Regions from separate parts of the Bos taurus genome. Here region 2 is linked to region 1. Evidence: chromatin contacts called from public Hi-C data. All regions are on one chromosome and are shown on one strand. Each heading gives the region's core, a stretch centred on a gene start, on an enhancer-like site or on the middle of the called end of the contact. The rest is flanking DNA. Distances are from core to core; before and after follow the strand shown. Region 1 overlaps EPS15L1 (epidermal growth factor receptor pathway substrate 15 like 1). Region 2 holds the start of KLF2 (KLF transcription factor 2).

Region 1 (2,740 bases), core at 117-2,616:
GCTCACCTTCACCACTCTGTATGGGAAATGGGTCTGATTGAGCACACGCCCACTCGAGGCTCACCTGGAGGGGACCCAGAGCTTCTGGAACCCCACCAGGTCTTTGTGTCTGGAGTCAGCTCCGACGTGTGAGGCCAGGAGAGGCGAGTCTGATGCTGCCTCCCTCGGGCATCTGGGTCCCCTGTCCTGCTAGCATCCCAGGAGGATGCTTGATCAGACTGGTTGCACGTTCTGGCTGCTTCCGTTTCCCGGAGGGGCTCTGGGCAAGTGTCTTAACCTTGCCGAGCCTGTTTCCCCACCTGAACTCGGGCGCACCTGTGGCCTAGCGTGTGGCCTCTCTGGTAAGTGCCTTGCACAGCTGATGAGCGTCGTGACGAGTGTGGTGTGTACCCACCAACCCGGCCCTGGGATACAGGGACCAGGACTCAGGGCCCTCCTTCCCCGGGGAAAGACAGAGGCTGGGCCTGAGGCTGTCATATGCGTACAGGGAGTTCTCAAGGGATCCTTTTCCCCCATGAGTTGGCAGTTTAGCAGAAATCTTTGCAGCCGAAAAAAAATAGCGTGGGTAGTTGAACTTCAAAGAGGGCTCCAGGGTCCTCTCTGGCAAAGCTCAGCTGTCGTCACTCGTGTGGGACCAGGTGGATGTTTGGGTCTGAGTTAACTCCTGGCTTTGGGGATGCCAGCCTTATGCCCCAGAGGCTGCAGTGTTCACAGCCTGTGGGAGCTGAGTTTTGGTTGCATCTTTAAGTTTGATGAAAGATTAGCTGACATGAAATCAACACACAGCGTCAGCCTGTGGAGTCACGATGGGGATCCCACCAGCCGGGAGCCTCACCAGGGTTCTCTGGGAAAGAGTTCTGGCATCCGAGGCGCATGACTGGAGCAGCCCTCAGGCCGGCCATCTGCTCTGACCCAGGCCAGAAAGCTTTGCTCGAGAACCTTTGAGAATCACCCTCTGGGGCAGTACATGGCGCTCTGGAGTTGGCACTGAGTTCTCTGAGCCCAGAGGTGTTTTCTAGAAAGGTCTATCAAGGTATGCAGTAACAAGCAGGTGTCTGTTTGGGTAGAGACTTGGTTTCTTCTAGGCAGATGCAAAACAGACCACTCTGGCAGCCGCCGAAACCTGTCAGTTAGAATTAGCGCTGGTACACCTCCCCCAGGTAAACAGCGGTGTGCTCTCTGCAACGGACCGGAGATCGAGATCAGTCAGAACTCACCGCCGAAGAGTTTCTAGGTAAAAGTTGTTGATTTGCAAAGGGAGAAACAGATTTTTTTTTCAAGTGCAGGAAATGGCTGTGTGGGTGTCAGTGATTGGGCCCTCGCGCCTGCGGCGACAGATAGCGGGATCCTGTGCCCTGGGCCCCACCCTTGCCACTTCCTGTAAGCGCAGCCCCACATTGCGGTTCCTGCAGCGCCTGGGTGACACCAGCTAGCGTGCCTTCACCGCTAACCAGCCAGTCACCTTTAACCTCTCCCCAGTTTAATTATTATTACAGCTAATGACCTTTTCACCTGCAGAATAAAGCCACGCACACTCTGGTGGTGTCTTTCTGCCCCCTCCCCCTTCTCAGTATCCTTCCAACCCATACCAGACAACGGGATACTATTTAATAACTAGGGTCCTGTTTGATTCAAGTGATTCTGAAAAAATAAATAAATCATCATTTCTCCCCTGGAACCCGAGTCCCCTCCCACATCTGTGACTGACCCCACGTGGTAACAGAACAGGGTCACAGAAGGTGGCATCTTTCTTCTGGCGCCTTTCTGGTGTCTGCCCGCCCCCGGGGCCGGCCCATCCGCCCGGTGGTCAGCTTGGCCGTCCCGGGAGCTGCCACCCGGGAGCCAGCTGCAGAGGAAGCCTCGGGCCCCTCCGTGGCGCCAGCCGGGGTGTGTGCCCGGCTCTGAGAGGCCAGGCAGCGTGGCGTGAAACCAGGGCGGTTAAGCAGTGCCCCTGTGGATCCCAACCCCTTGTTTATTGCGCAGGATCCACTCTGAAAATGGCTTCTCCAGTTGAGCCGTAGCGGTTAGCACCTCGGCCTTGAACTTAACTACTTGAATTCCGTTCCCACGATGATTTCAGAGAGATAATTCAGTGGGTACATGTGATAGTTCTAGAACAGGACAAATGCAGTTCATTGCCAGCTCGAATGTGGAAAAATGCGACAGTTGCCGGCCAGCCAGGGTTGGGGTGCTCCAGGGTCGGGGAGCTCCAGGGAACCTCAGGCACCCAGCCTGGTGGAGCCCTCCTTTTCCCGTGGGCTGCCCCCCACCCCCGCCGCCTATCAGGAGCGTCCGTGCTGGGACTGGGCAGGACCCCTGACCACAGTGCTCATGAGCCGGCTCCTGGCCAAGGAAAGAAAGTCACTTTCCTCTCAGCTTCTTAAGGTGTGAAACGCCTGGAGACGAATTGTTCTCTGGGGTGAATTTCTGTTTTGCAAAGTCGGCCGAGTTTGAAAATAGAAGCGTTTGCCTGCCTTAGCCCACGCCCGCCCTCCTGCACCCAGAGTCGCGTGGTGGATTGAGTGGGAGTTCAGTGACACGCTTGTCACCTGTTGTATAGCGGGGTGAAAGTGCCCAGACCTGGGGGGCCTGGAGCAGAGGAGTCGGGGCTCAGCCTGCTGGGGTCTGGGGGGCTTTATAGCAAGGCCTTGAGGTGGGGTGCAAGAGCCTGGACTCCCCAGTCTGGCGTCTGTGTATAGGTGTGAACAGACAGCGGCTACCACCCTGGCCCTGGCACCCC
Region 2 (2,740 bases), core at 173-2,672, 44 kb after region 1:
AGTCTGAGACACAGGGTTCCCCTAGGTTTCCTAAGTGCTCACCCTTGCCCAAAGTCCCGAGCCACGCTCCCAGGAGGATCTAGGGGCGCACTCACGCCCCAGGTTCCCGAACCACGCCCCCAGGGGGCTTTCTAAGACCTTGCCCACTGCCCAACCGTTGGGCTACGCCCTCTGGGGGTTCCTAAGCATGCCCTTCCTCTAGAGCGCCCTCGCAGTGGTCCCCAGCCCGAGCTCGCCGCCCACCTGTATGCGTGCGCAGGTGCGCCTTGAGGTGCGAGCTCTTGGTGTAGGTCTTGCCGCAGCCCGCGTAGCTGCAGGTGTGAGTGGCCGTGCGTTTCCGCGGCCAGGACCGGCGGCCGCGCTTGGGCTTGGCCTCCAGCAGCTCCAGCGGAGACGCAGGCGGCGTGAGGAGACCTCGGGCAGCGGGTGGCGCCAAACCCAGAGCCGCGGCGGCGGCGGCCGCGTCGTCAAAGAGACCGAAGGCGGCGGGCGCGGACGGCGCGTAATGCAGGCTGGGCCCGGGCGCGCCGAAGCCAGGGCCGCCGAAGGGAGGCGGGAAGGGGGCGCGCGGGCCGGGTGCAGGCAGGCGCGCGGGGCCATCGGGACTGAGCGGTGGCGTGTCGGCCGGTGGCGGGGGCCGGCCCCCGGGGCCTCGCATGCACGCGGCTGCCGGGCCCGGGGCACCCTCGCGCTTGAGGCCCCGTGGTCCGCGGGCCAGGCCGGGCGGGCAGCCGTAGCCGCCGCCGCCACCGTCCGCCTCGGGGGGCTCAGCCTTCACCAGGCGGCCCGGCGGCGCCAGCAGAAAGCGACCGTGCAGCGCGGGTCCCGGTGGCACGTCCAGTTCGGGCCGCAGCAGCTCGGACACCAAACCGCCCGCGGGGGCGCCATAGGGAGGCGGCGCGCCAGGGTCCGGGTAGTAGAACGCAGGCGGCGGGGGCGGCGGGGGCGGCGGGGGCTCTGGGGCGGACTCAGTTCCCAGACCGTCCAGCCCCATGGACAGGATGAAGTCCAACACGCTGTTGAGGTCGTCGTCGGTGCCGCCTGCCTCGGGCTCGGTGCGCGGCCAGCGCTGCGGGTGACAGGGCGATAGGCGCGGGCGTGAGCGCGCGGTGGGGCGGAGATCGCGGCCCGCTACCCGCCTTCCATTACCCTGAGCCCGCAGTGCCTGCCGCCTGCGTTCTCCTACCCCGCAGCCCACGTTCTGCTACCCTGAGCCAGCCGCCCCCGCCGCCCGCGGTCCCTGCCGCCCTCACCTCCTGCAGGCCGCGCTCCCGGCACGGGCTAGCGAAAGTGGAGAAGGACGGGAGGATGGGCTCGCTCAGCGCCATGGTTGGGACTTGGGGCTGACGCGGACTCGGGACACCGGTGAGTGGCTGCCCGAAGCCGGGCTGGTCGGGGCGCGGGCGGGCGGGGACGGCTCTGCGGGCCGCGGCCGGGCCCGCCCAAGCCTTATAGGCGCGGCGCGCGCGGGGGCCGGGCCAAGGCGGCGGCGGCGGAAACGCGTCCCGGATGGGGACGAGCTCCGGGCGCAGCCTAAATTTAGCCGCGGTATATAAGCCGGCGGGCGGCGGCGGCCGTGGCCACTGAGGCCGCCAGGGCCCTGCACGGCCGGCTCGGCCCCTAGCGCAAGCAGCCAGGCCGCTCCCCCACCCCGGGCCCGCCCCCGCCCGTCTCCCAGGCGACGGCGTCAACACACGCTCCACAACAGCAGCGTGACGCTCAGGGATCCCCGCTGTCCCGTCCTGGGCTCCCGCCTGCGTGAGGACCCGGAGCGGGGGATGGCATCGGGGACCCGGGACTGTGAATGGACCGGGATCCCCGACGGATGGGGAAATGGGCCCCGCAGTCACAGAAGGGTCCCCAGAATCCTTGATGGATGGGGGTAATGGGTCTGGCGAGCTCAGGGTGGTGTTCCCTCGACTCCTGATGGATGGAGAGACTCTGCGGCTCATTTCCTTGGGACCCACCAAGCCCTGATCACTGCTAGGCCCACCACTCTGCTTTCATGATGATATCAAGAAGTGTTAAATTTTTGAGACTCTCCGTCTCAAAGAAGCCCTTCAGGGAGGGGAAACTGAGATTCCGGACGTGCTGGGAGAGGCTTGAGGTCTGACAGCTGTCCACAGGCTTCGTGCCTTTTCTGACTCATGTAAGTGAACAGACTCAAGACAAGGAATCTGACAACACAGACCCAGAACCAGCGGGGCCAGTGGCAACAAGCCTCCCCTGGGAGCATCTTAAACACGGCCTCCTAGGTGCCCCACACCATGCTTGACGACCTGCCAGGAAGGGACTGTCCCTTCTGCTGTTACTGTGTGCTGTTCTCTGTGGGCACTGGGAACGCATTTGCCAACAGGCAGACAAATCCCTGCCCTCGAGGCTTTCACTGTAATGGGGGGTGGGGAGGAGATGTCAAATGAAGGACTATTTGGGGGAAAGCAGGGGCCGGAGATAGGTAGTGAGTGTGTGTGAAACGGAGAGAGAGAATGTGTGGAATTTTGAACCTCACCCAAGAGGAGATGTGTGAGTCAAGATGTGGGGGAAAGGGGAGCCCAAGTGGGTATCAAAGGGAGAGTATCTCATGGTGTAACCTGGAGCCAGTATCCAGCCTTGATCTCTTGATACCAGCACCCACGTTCAGGCTTGGAGGTGTCCATAATCAGGTAGAGTCCCACGGCCAGGTGGGGAGGGGTGCAGGCAGCTCCTAACCTGAAAACCTTCCCTGGGGTCAGGAGACTTT

What was found. Hi-C and Micro-C count contacts between places; a contact is called where the count stands out from the background.
Region 2: a Hi-C map of an unstated tissue shows a contact between it and region 1, with 5 times the contacts expected there. The contact joins the promoter of KLF2 here to the enhancer-like site in region 1. A contact is called at or near these places in 4 of 11 Hi-C or Micro-C datasets (blood, liver, skin fibroblasts and 1 more).

Annotation. Positions count from the first base shown.
Region 1 is chr7:6,641,760-6,644,499 of ARS-UCD2.0, forward strand. All of the region lies in intron 21 of EPS15L1 (epidermal growth factor receptor pathway substrate 15 like 1), which reads left to right. Among named protein-coding and RNA genes, the nearest start is that of KLF2, 44 kb to the right of the region's middle. Within about 2 kb of position 1,367, at least 16 of the 102 cell types and tissues checked have an H3K27ac peak or open chromatin away from gene starts, as enhancers often do. A contact at or near this core is called in blood and liver, where this site is marked.
Region 2 is chr7:6,685,725-6,688,464 of ARS-UCD2.0, forward strand. It overlaps KLF2 (KLF transcription factor 2), which reads right to left and starts at 1,423. Exons shown (of 3, transcript XM_024994816.2): 1 at 1,254-1,423; 2 at 244-1,069. The coding sequence starts at 1,328.